Linked DNA regions of Zea mays: region 2 is linked to region 1. Evidence: chromatin contacts called from public Hi-C data. All regions are on one chromosome and are shown on one strand. Each heading gives the region's core, a stretch centred on a gene start, on an enhancer-like site or on the middle of the called end of the contact. The rest is flanking DNA. Distances are from core to core; before and after follow the strand shown.

Evidence for each region. A called contact is a pair of places that touch in the nucleus more often than the background predicts.
Region 2: a Hi-C map of bundle sheath shows a contact between it and region 1, with 2.9 times the contacts expected there. The contact joins the promoter of LOC100381715 here to the promoter of LOC100501149 in region 1. A contact is called at or near these places in 3 of 25 Hi-C or Micro-C datasets (bundle sheath, ear and endosperm).

The regions. Positions count from the first base shown.
Region 1 is chr4:244,323,804-244,329,588 of Zm-B73-REFERENCE-NAM-5.0, reverse strand. It overlaps LOC100501149 (Copper-transporting ATPase RAN1), which reads right to left and starts at 3,475. Exons shown (of 9, transcript NM_001195948.1): 1 at 3,127-3,475; 2 at 1,825-2,439; 3 at 1,248-1,677; 4 at 694-1,019; 5 at 227-285; 6 at 1-125. The coding sequence starts at 3,414.
Region 2 is chr4:244,660,283-244,665,524 of Zm-B73-REFERENCE-NAM-5.0, reverse strand. LOC100381715 reads right to left here and starts at 3,740. Exons shown (of 14, transcript NM_001175932.2): 1 at 3,422-3,740; 2 at 2,211-2,420; 3 at 1,788-1,838; 4 at 980-1,110; 5 at 774-890; 6 at 559-681. The coding sequence starts at 3,694.

The DNA of each region.
Region 1 (5,785 bases), core at 2,226-4,725:
GACCAAGAGCACATGGACAAGCAATCACAACAACAGATATGGAGAACATTAGGGAGAAAACAAAGCAATTGCTACTTTCAGCAGACCATGAGTTTGGATATGCTCCCAACCATCCACATAGAAACCTGGAAAAACAATAATGCATGAGTCAGAAACGTAATGCATGAGTCAGAAAATACTTACACTCACAGTATTGAGTATTGACCACAGAGATGTTGAAACTTACCATGCAAGGAATGTCAAGAAGGACAGGGTGATGACAATAGGAACAAAAATGCTGGCTACCTGAAATGAGGTAGTGTCAATAAGAAGGTGCATGCAATTATAGGTGTTCATAATAGAGAAAAAGGTGCATGCAATTATTTCATGTGTACCCTGGCATATCCAAGATTTTTTAACAAAAAGATATTATGACTGTAAGAAAGGTGCTCTATAAGAATTTGAAAAAGGAAGAAAAAAATCAACCGGGTCATGCCAGGTAACCAGGAACGCAAACAAATGTACAAAATCTGCAATAAATGATTTAATTTTCTCTACAAGAAATGCTAAATAGAAAAGATAGAGTGAACGTTTTAACAATAATAGAAACATAGCAGATTTAAGTTGCCCAAATCTATGCTTTGCAGATTTAAGATTATACTACAGAGTTAAGAGATTATTTTTATAAGCTAAGGAATTGAGAAGTGTACTTACATAATCAGCAAACTTCTGAATAGGGGCCTTAGACATCTGGGCGGTTTCCACGAGAGAAATTATCTGGCTCAAAACTGTTCCAGATCCTACTTTCGTCGCTTGTATATGAAGAACACCATGCAAGTTCATTGTGCCTCCAATGACTAGACTGGATACTTCCTTGGAGATTGGTACAGATTCACCAGTTACCATACTCTCATTGACATGACTTGTACCCCAAATGACGATACCATCAGCAGGAACCTTTGAACCAGGAAGCACTTTTAACACATCACCAGGTTGTACTAACGACGCATCAATCTCCTTCTCTCCTGAATATTTTCCCTCTGTATTATTTTGAGGAAAATATTTTGAGTTTGTGTATGGCGAACGGAAAAAAGAAAGAAAGAGAAATGTCCAATTGACTATGTGCAGAAGGCTACAACTCTAAGGAACCAGTTAAGATGGAAGCCACCACCAATAAGAAGATTAATGTTTACCGTATGAAGACTACTTGTACGAGCTTAACTGCTAATCATACTATTGCAAGTGGTTGCACAGTTCAGATCAGATACCTTTGTCCTTCAGAAGTAGAATAGCTGTAGCAGGAGCAAGCTCTACAAGCTTCTTGATAGCATCTGATGTCTTTCCTTTCGCGAGCACCTCAAGATACTTCCCAAATAGCACAAATGTAATTATCATTGCGCTCGTCTCAAAATATATTGGAGGATGAAATCCAGTGAATGCCCCATAAAGTAGTGCACAAACAGAGTAGACATATGAAGCAGTAGTGCCAATAACAACTAAGACATCCATATTTGTAGAGCCATGTCTTAGGGCCCTATACGCTGCAACATAGAATCGTTTGCCAACAATAAACTGTACCATGGTCACCAGAATCCACCTCAGCAGATCTCCTATACGAAATGGCCCAAAGTGCATAAGTAGGAATGAACTAATCAGAGGTATGCGAGGGCATACCATGCGGATGAAAAATACAGGAATCTGGTGCAAGGAAACCAGTGGAGAGTCAGTATGCAAGTAACACAAAGTTTCCTGTCAAGCAGTATCTATAATATCGATTATCGAAATAAACATATCATCGAAGACACATAATTAAGTCTTTAGGATAGAAGGGGGGACTAAACTTACACTTAGGAATAAACTAAAACGAAGAAGATGAAGCGTCTTAGAGGCCTCTTGTGCATCATTTGATGCAGCTCGTATATATGGATCCTGTACATGAGCTTTCAGCCTATTGTTGCTCTCCGTCTCGATAGTATCTACAATCTGTCTCAAACCAACTACTTCAGGGTCAAATACAATGTCAACTTCTGAGTTTGCAAAATTTACACCGAACTGACGCAAGCCTTCCATTTTCTTCAGGATATCATGCAATACATCTACATCTTCCTCGAAATGTAACCCCTGGACATTTAATAGGACCTTGTCTTGGTCACTACTTTGCAACAGTGCAGCGTCAAAACCAGCATCCTCGATGGCCTGAACAATTTCATCTTTGCTAATGGCAGAAGGATCATATTCAACTTCACCCAATGAGGTCGCTAATGCAACAACTGCACCTTTTACACCTGGCAATTTTTTTAAGATCCCCTCAACCGAGTTCACACATGCAGCACAAGTCATCCCCCCTATCCTAAATTGTCCTGACAAAGTCTTATGCGGTTTTGGCTGAGAAACAGTAGAGTCAGGAAGAATTTCTGCTTCGAAGCCAGCATCTTCTATTGCTTCTACAATGTCGTCTTCCTGCATACAACAAGCTTTAAACATTAAAAAACGACAAATAAATATTGAGTAGAGAACTTCCTGTTGGGTCATTGCAGAGACTTAAAGTAAAAGGAAATTAGTTGCTAGATAATGGTTGGAGACTAGCAACGTGTCAAATTATGGTGCTATTTTAAATGACGAACGTGTATTTTAGCTGGAGATTGCTTGCAGCCTGCTATAATATTAGTTAATCACATTAAACTCTCCTAGGGAATTGTCAATCGAAATTTCAACAATCACTCAGCATCCTGTTAAGAGCGGCTGTGATTTACAAGGGCATGGATCCCAGTGATAAAGCTTCCAAACACAGGAAACATTTATCCAACAGCATCAACTATCTGCAGGTCCAACGAATTCAAACCACCAGCTTCAACCAGAAGAAAAGAGAGAAGAAATTCAAACGGTTACCGAGTTACGTGCTTCTGAACCTCCTCTAAGATGAAACGAAGCGAAGCAGACACGTACATCTCCTATCCACCAACAGGCCGGAGTTCGATTTCCCGCCACCAAACCCCTCAATTTCCCCAGCGCAACGCAACACAGCGCCACGACTCCACACAATTTGTAGCCCACAGCGCTAGGAAGAAAAAAAAACTATCCGTCGAGAGGGCGCGCGGGATGGACGGAGAAAGGAGAGCGGAGGGATCACGGGGCCAGCCGACGGACCTTGGCGAGCGCGGGGTCGAAAACGACGTGGGCGCGGTTCTGGAGCAGCGACACGGCGGCGCGGCGCACGCCGCGGCGGGCGGAGAGCGCGGCCTCCACGGCTCCCGTGCACGCGGAGCACGTCATGCCGGTTACGCGCACCTGCACCCGCCGCATGCCGGCCTCCGCCCGGTCCCCCTCCGCCTCCGGCCCCACCCCGGCCTCCTCGTCGTAGGATCCCAGCAGCGCGACCTCCTCCATCTCGTCGTCGGCGCCGCCGGCGAGCGCCGTGAGCTGGAGGTGGGCCATGGCCGTCGGCGACGGGTAGGCGGGGGAAATGCTCGTGAGGGGAGCGGAAATTGTGGGGACGGAAGGTGGGACGCGCAATGACGGAAGGGAGACCGGAGACGGGTGCCGAGGGGTTGTTTGAATACGATCGTTGGGTTTGGAGGGGGTTTCTGCAAATACTGCAGGATTGACTTGATCAGTTGATCCTGAAGGGTGAAGGGTTTGGTACTTTGGTAAGACGGTCACCAACCACTCCCACTTTACATCTTCTCTGCTATCCGCTATCTCCAGTAGCTCTCATGTCACATCTCTAACATTATTTTTTATTTCAAACTTTATTTTATAAGCAATGATATCTACAATGTAGAATTAGTATTTTATATTATCTGTTGAAAAAAAACCTTAGCCTCCTATATCTTTTATATTTTCTAATATATTTTACTATTTTTCTTAAAAGAATCTATCTGGTACGTATATAAAACATCTCAACCATTTTCTCTTTATATCTCTAATTATATATTGTAGCTTAGTGATTTAACATTTTTGAAATTTAAAAACTACAGTATTTATATTGTCGTAAAAACATTATTATCGTATCACGTGGCTTAAAATAATTAATTTCACAAAAAATGATATAATTAACATATATAGAGAGTATAGTGCTCCTCCTATATATACAGGAGATTTGTTCTCCACTATTCTCCTTCTATAGGTACAAATTATGGGCTTTTGACGAGGATCTCTTGGAGAGAGCCTAAGAGCAACTCTAATAGGAACACTAAACATAAACAAATTCAAATATAGGGTCATAATCTTATTTTAGTGAAATTTATCTAAACTTTTTGAGGTCCAACTTGAAGGATAGCATCTTTGCGACTCAGAGAGCGACGGCCCTATACGATTCGCGTTGTTCCAACCTCCACAGACATTTCATATGTATCTTCGTCGCCACCATCTCCCATCCAGTTGTCGCCAATATGCTCCCAATTCGCTGCCACATGTTTGTCCTGTTCTCAGATCAGATCGTGAGCGCTCTTGTTCCCATCTCGGCGTCGTAGAAGGCCCTCGGCTCTCTCCATCCTCCCGCCTCACAGGTTCGTCTTCCTTCTCTATCCCGGCGTCGTAGAAGGCCCTTGTCCCTCTCCATCCTCTTGCGCTCCCTAGTCCGTCTTCCTTCTCTCCACCTGGTTGTTGGTTGATTCAGTTGTTGTTTGTCCTATTCGTTGTCCACTACATAAACTTTGTCCTATTTGTGTTAACAATTGGGAGTACAATTGGGAGTACGTATTGTAGGAGCTACGCTCAAAGTGAGCAATAGGGTTTTGCTTTTTTCATCCCGTTATCAAGTGCAAGAAACATGTTGTCCATGTCATTATCAGCTTATTGTCCAGTAAATTGTCGAGACATTTAGCGCTATATGTGTTCAATAGGTTGTTGTTGCTTTGGTAAGCATACATTCAGTTTGTTCAATAGCCTATTATATGTGTTTAGGGATGGTAACGGGTATATACCCCGTCAGATAGTATCATTCCATATTTGTACCCATCAATAAAAAAGTATACTCGTCTCGTCGGGTGACTTATATCCGCGAGCGGGTATAAAATCTTACACATGCTCGTACCAGCACCGATAATTTTATCCCGCCGGATAACCCGTACCCACTATAAAGGTCTTAAATTCTAATATTTCAATAAATTAAAATGTCAAATAAACACACACAACAAAAGTTCAACTTAAAATATAACAAAGCATATGATTACATTACTTGGTATTTAAATAAATAATAGTCGGAGAAGGATTTTCTTTTAGCTTATATGTGTTTATTATTGATAATAGTGGTAATTATGCGGGTATATTTTACCCACATGTACACGGGTATAGGTAGTACCAACCCATGTCAGTACCCGTCTATCCAACGGGTAGAGATTCTTGCCCACTAACATACCATCGGGTAGAGAAATCATCTTATACCCGTCTTTACTGTCGGTTTTTTGGGTTTCGGGTACTCATTGTCATCTCTATCATTGTGATTGGTATGTTGCGCACATCCGTTCAGACTGAGCGCGTGCATTGACCAAGAAGCAGCTGTTGTTTGATTAACTGCATAGAGCCAGGCTGAGGCTGCATCCGCAAATGCAACATAGGTAAAAAAATATATCTCTTTGCTGCATGCGCGCATACGCTCCGGCGTTCAGTTTCTGGCGGGCCACGCTTACTAGAGTCTGGCGCTGCTTGTCTGCCCATCCAATCCGTCGGTATATGTGTTGAACTCGATACGGTGTTATCTATAGCTCATTGAAAGAATAGATACAATTACTCGTCAACTTGGGACCAAGTCGTTGTCTCTTTTTCACTTGGTGCTGCGCGAGGACTCGTGCTTAACTTCTTTGAT
Region 2 (5,242 bases), core at 2,491-4,990, 340 kb before region 1:
AGGAATATGTTATATGTAATGAGATGTAGGCAGCTTTATGGCCATAAAGGAAGATTTCAGATTATATAAAGTCCAGCAGAATGGAGCTCAAGTTCTGAATATGTTAGTAGTCACCATACAGTCATTGCAAAACAGCAAAAGTACATGTTGCTACTTACAAAACTGCTTAGTTCATTTCATTAATACTTTAGCATGTCAGATGAACAGAAACGATCTTGACGTATAGTTATTTAGCAGCATTAAGGTTTAAGTGCAATTGTTTTTAATGAACTCAAATATTATAGTAATTTGAACTTGGACGAATCCAACTGAACTCTTAATTCTTAAACCCTTTCAGCCATGTCAGGTTTGGCTTAGGTCCTAGGCACCCGACTATGTTAAATGATTGAGGGATCTTCTCCTAACTTAAGTTTACTAATCTTGTAATAAATCAAGCACTGTAAAACAGGTATCCTATATGCCACAAGTGCTAAGAGAAATAAAATTAGTTAAGGAACATTACTGAAAACTGTAAGAAAGTTAGATACGTGATATAAAATAAAATATTAAGAAAGAAACCTTATAGACAACAGGTTCTCTTTCACATAAAGATAACGCTGGAAGATGGGGGAAGTTGATTTGTGAGCAGCCTTCTTTTTGCCGCCTTTATATGCTCTAACAACAAATTCTTCAGTTCTTTGTCTGCAGCATTTTGTAATATAATTGTATTAACTGCTGAAATATCAAAGATGATAATATGAGTAAAACATATAGTGCCAAGTAAAAATACATACCTGTCATCACAAGAGAAGAGCCATTTTGCATAAGCAGCACCAAAATAGACATTCACAAGAGGCCAGTACAGCAAATTAGTATTATCTTCAATGTCATAACTCTTGTAACCTAGTTCCCTTAAAAACAAGGAAAATGATAAGTTTAGCTTCAGAACATAGAAGACAGAGATTGTTGCTAGATTGTGCTAATAAGGTTTCATGATTACCTTCCAAGCCATTGAGCAACTTCAGGTGCCACCTGCAGTATGCCAACCTTGGTTTCTTTAGTCTTGCGATCATAGGTATCTACAAAGAGTCTCCTTCCACTTGCAATTTCAGCAAGTGCTCCTATCATATACTGCACGGGAAGAAAGGCCATATTCAGCAAATCCACAGTGATGCATACCAGTAACAAGATTGCTGAACATATGACCACTTTGTCTCACGTCATTCATTTAGTATCTCCAGACTCTAGAGAACCATCACAGCGAATGTGTCATGACAATAAGTGTTGGGATTAAGGTTACGGAGGTAATACGAGTGGTAAGTTCGATGTCTGTCCTAGGGTTAGGGCTGTTGTCTGGAAGAGACGCCGTACCGTGGTGAACAGTAGGCACAGGTGAATGGCACCGTGGATGGACAGTACCTCGGATGAAGAGTACATGGTGAACAGTAGCTGCGTTGGAGGAAGCACGGTCAAGTTACTTACCTGCTTAATCTTTCATTGATTGGAGGACTATATTTATAGGGCTGAGATAGCAGCCGACCTTATCGAATACTACCTCCGTTCTCGAATATTTGTCGCTCGCTAGTTCATTTTTTAACTAAAACGCGAGAAATAAAAAAGAACGGAGGGAGTATCTTAACAAACCAAATCCTTATCTATCTAAACAAACTCCGTATCCATCTAACCAAACTCTACTTATCCAATAAGTTAACATGCAGTTGTACTCACTGATGGACGTGAGATCACAGAGAAAAAAGGGAAGTGCAACTACTTGTTGAACATGGAGAAATAGAGCTAATACTGCATACCGGGTCTAGCTGCGATTTGAAATGTCTATGGACGGTAATTGCCGCCACTGCCTGAAAGAACCAATGGATGTACACAAGAATCAGTTCAAAGCCACAGTTGCGTAAAAACAGACAGAACTTAGAATATAGAAGAACCTTTACTGTTTATTTTCATAGCTTAGCGCCTTAGCAAACTTAATTCAAATAGCTTTGTAACAAATACTCCTAACCGGTGATTTACTCGGTAACCACTTTGTTAAATATAGTATTGATAATTTCTTTATGTTAGGCAAACTTTAGTGAAATTTTGGTGGCTTAGACTTGAAAAGTTGAAAAGGCGGAATTGCACGTTGGGAAGTGGTGATTTACTTGACAGGTTTCAATAGGATTCCAATATTCTAGAACTATTGCTATCAATATCATGGAGTTCAACAGACTCCTCACCATCATTTCAGTTTGTGTGAGATATGCTTCACCATCAGGGTCCCGTGACAGGTGAACTTTCTGTCCTTGCTCTTCCCCAGCATCATTCCACTCTTTACTTACAACAGGATCCTGCCACATCAATCTCATATCCTCTGGATCCAAGCAATCGTCCCAGTATTTGAAGCTTACAGCCATTTTATATTGATCAGTAGTTCTTTGTTTTCGTCGCTGTTGGGAAGAAAAAAAACAGAAAAGGGAATGAAATTTAGATGAGATATGATATATTACTTTATTTAGGCAAAGTGAAACAGCTAAGCTCCATGCCCCAATCTGCATTATTTTCTGGACATGGTGAAAAAAGGTTCTCATATGTTCAGCAAGAAACTGTGCTGTGGTATATATTTTGCATAAAGTTGGTGCCAAGTTGTACATAAAAAGAATATCCAATCATTTCATCAAAGATATCCTGAGCAATCACGTTTGTTCAGAAAGAAAAAAAAACATGCATTCACTTGCAGATGAAAACACTTGTTGGTATCATCCGACAAACATGTAAGCATAACATGAAACCGATCAATTAGCATTTAGGAAAACAGAGACACAGTAGAACCGCAAATGATACCAAAATTTGAACTCGCCGTTATGGAATAAAAACATGCAGAGGCACACAGGAACATGAACAGCCAAAGCAAGCGGCGCTACACGCTAAATTTGGGCTACCTATGCAAAGACAAAAAGCTAGAGCTAGCTACGGTATCCTGGTCAGCCCCCCGAGTTTGAATTGGTGATCTAATTGGCCAAAACAAAAGGACTCACATGCACGGTTTACCTCGTAATCAATGACTCGGATCACAAGAGAACATTCGGCACCAAAATTTCCCGCAGAGACGCAGGGCCCCAATCCAGCACATACGCACGCACAACGCGACAGTATTACCCAAAAACAACCACTGAAACTACGAGAACCTCACGGCAGCGCGAATGGAGCAGACAGCCAATGACAGCATCACACCCCCGCGGTACCTGCCGTTCTTCAGCGTCGCGCACACGCTGAGGCCGAACAGTGAGACCACCAGAACGTCAGCGGCATGCTGCTTTGGCACTGGCGCCGCCGAATAAAAGGAACGTGCAGGCAGCACGCAGCAAGCATCGCCTGCTACAGCGCGCCTCGCGATCTGATGTGCCCGGGGGAAAAAAAGGTGAAAATGGCAGGGGATTCGAACATGCACCTCGCTCCCTCTCTCGCCGGAGGAACGACGAAGCGAACGGGAAATGGAAATGAAATAGAGGCGACGCCGGCGCCGCGAATCGAGCTCACCGGTGCGCAGCGCAGGCCCGCGGGGTCGGGAGGCGGTTGGGGAGCCCGCGCCTCGGGTGCCTCCGGGAGCTCGGATTCGACGGGGATTCGGGAGGCGCGACGGAGACGGTTTGGTGGTGGGGTGGTGAATCGCTCGCTGAATTGGAAGTAGGGGGGAGGATGGGTGGCGAGCGGGACATGACATTTAAACGTGGGGACGGGAGACGGGGACACGTGGCGGGCAGGAGCGGTTCCGCGCGCACTGCCGGTGGCCGGTGGGCGGTGGCGGTGGGTGCCTGTGTTTCTGGGGGGGGGGGGGGGGGGGGGGGAGAATGGGGCGCAGCGCAGCGCAACCGCTTGCCTTCGGATGGAAGCGAAGGCGTTGTTGGGCCATCCGATCGCTCCAGTGGTAGTGGTGATCACTTGGACCGCACCGGCTGTCACGTCCAAGCGACGTTGGATCCTCCACAGCTGAAACATCAACAAAAGCGTGGCCCTGCGGTGCTGGTGCTGCATTGGCGGTATGCGCCAGAGGCCAGACTTGCACGGCGCCTGTCTCAGCGGCACAAAGTCGTCATGCCCTTCGCATGTGCAGCGTAGCTTCCCTTTGTAGCTTGGCAACATACATGTTGTTCGTTGGAGGCTGCAACGATAGATCTCATCCTAACTTCCTAAGATGTCTCGAGCAACTTATTCATCATCTCTTATTCTATCTTCTATTTCAAATTTATCTATACGCACAGTGCAATTTATTGTATAAAATAGTGTTTTACACGACCATATACGCGATCTGCTGCAGACCGTCAATAACGGTTTTTAGGAAATGTTTTGGGACATCTTCACTTCACGAAAACCAACTCAGCTTCATAGACTCAAGTTAAACTATACCAACTTCACCAACTCTGCTTTAAAAAAATGTGAAGTTTTCTCTAACTTCACAAAAACATGAAGTACTTCATTAATGGATAATTTCAACTTCACTCATAAAGTTGGGATAAAATTACCCATATTTACCATTTGTTACATACAAATGAATCTGTTGGTGCCTTTTTGGGGCGTCAATCACTCAATACAAACCGTGGCGGTGCTCTCTGCACAGGCGCAGACGGTCCGCGACCTGGAACAGGGGCCTGGGTTCCCTGCCTGACGGTCGGACGGTCCGCGCCCTGGGGCCGGACGGTCCGCGCGTGCGCAGGGGGCGGCGAAGGTCGTCGGCGACGCCTGGATCTCGCTCCCGGGAGGGACCCCGTCAGGGAGGAGAGATCCTAGGTGATGTCTAGGCTCGGCAGGCCGACCTAGACTCCTCTAATCGACGTAGAGCCGAAGAGAAGCGGAGAATTTGGGGATTGGAATACTAAACTAGAGCTAAACTAGAGCTACTTCTAATGCATAAGGTAAAAACGAGAAATAGACTTGAGTTAATCGATTGTTGGGGGTTTAATCGGTCGTAGCCCTTCATCTATATAAAGGGGGAGGTCTGGATCCGCTTCAAACTGATTTCCGAGTTAATCCCGTGGTTTTAGGAAACAAATCCCGCGAGAAACTAGGAACCCTAACTGACTCTGCGCACGCGCGGACCGTCCGCGACACCACCGCGGACTGTCCGGACCGCGGACCGTCCGGCCTAAGGGTCGGACCGTCCGCGAGACACTTTTGGTCTCCAACATATGCCCCCCTGCCTTTTGGTGAAGGTTGACGAACCAAAAGCATATGAACTAAACCTGATGTAAGTCATCGGCTTTTCAACATGGAG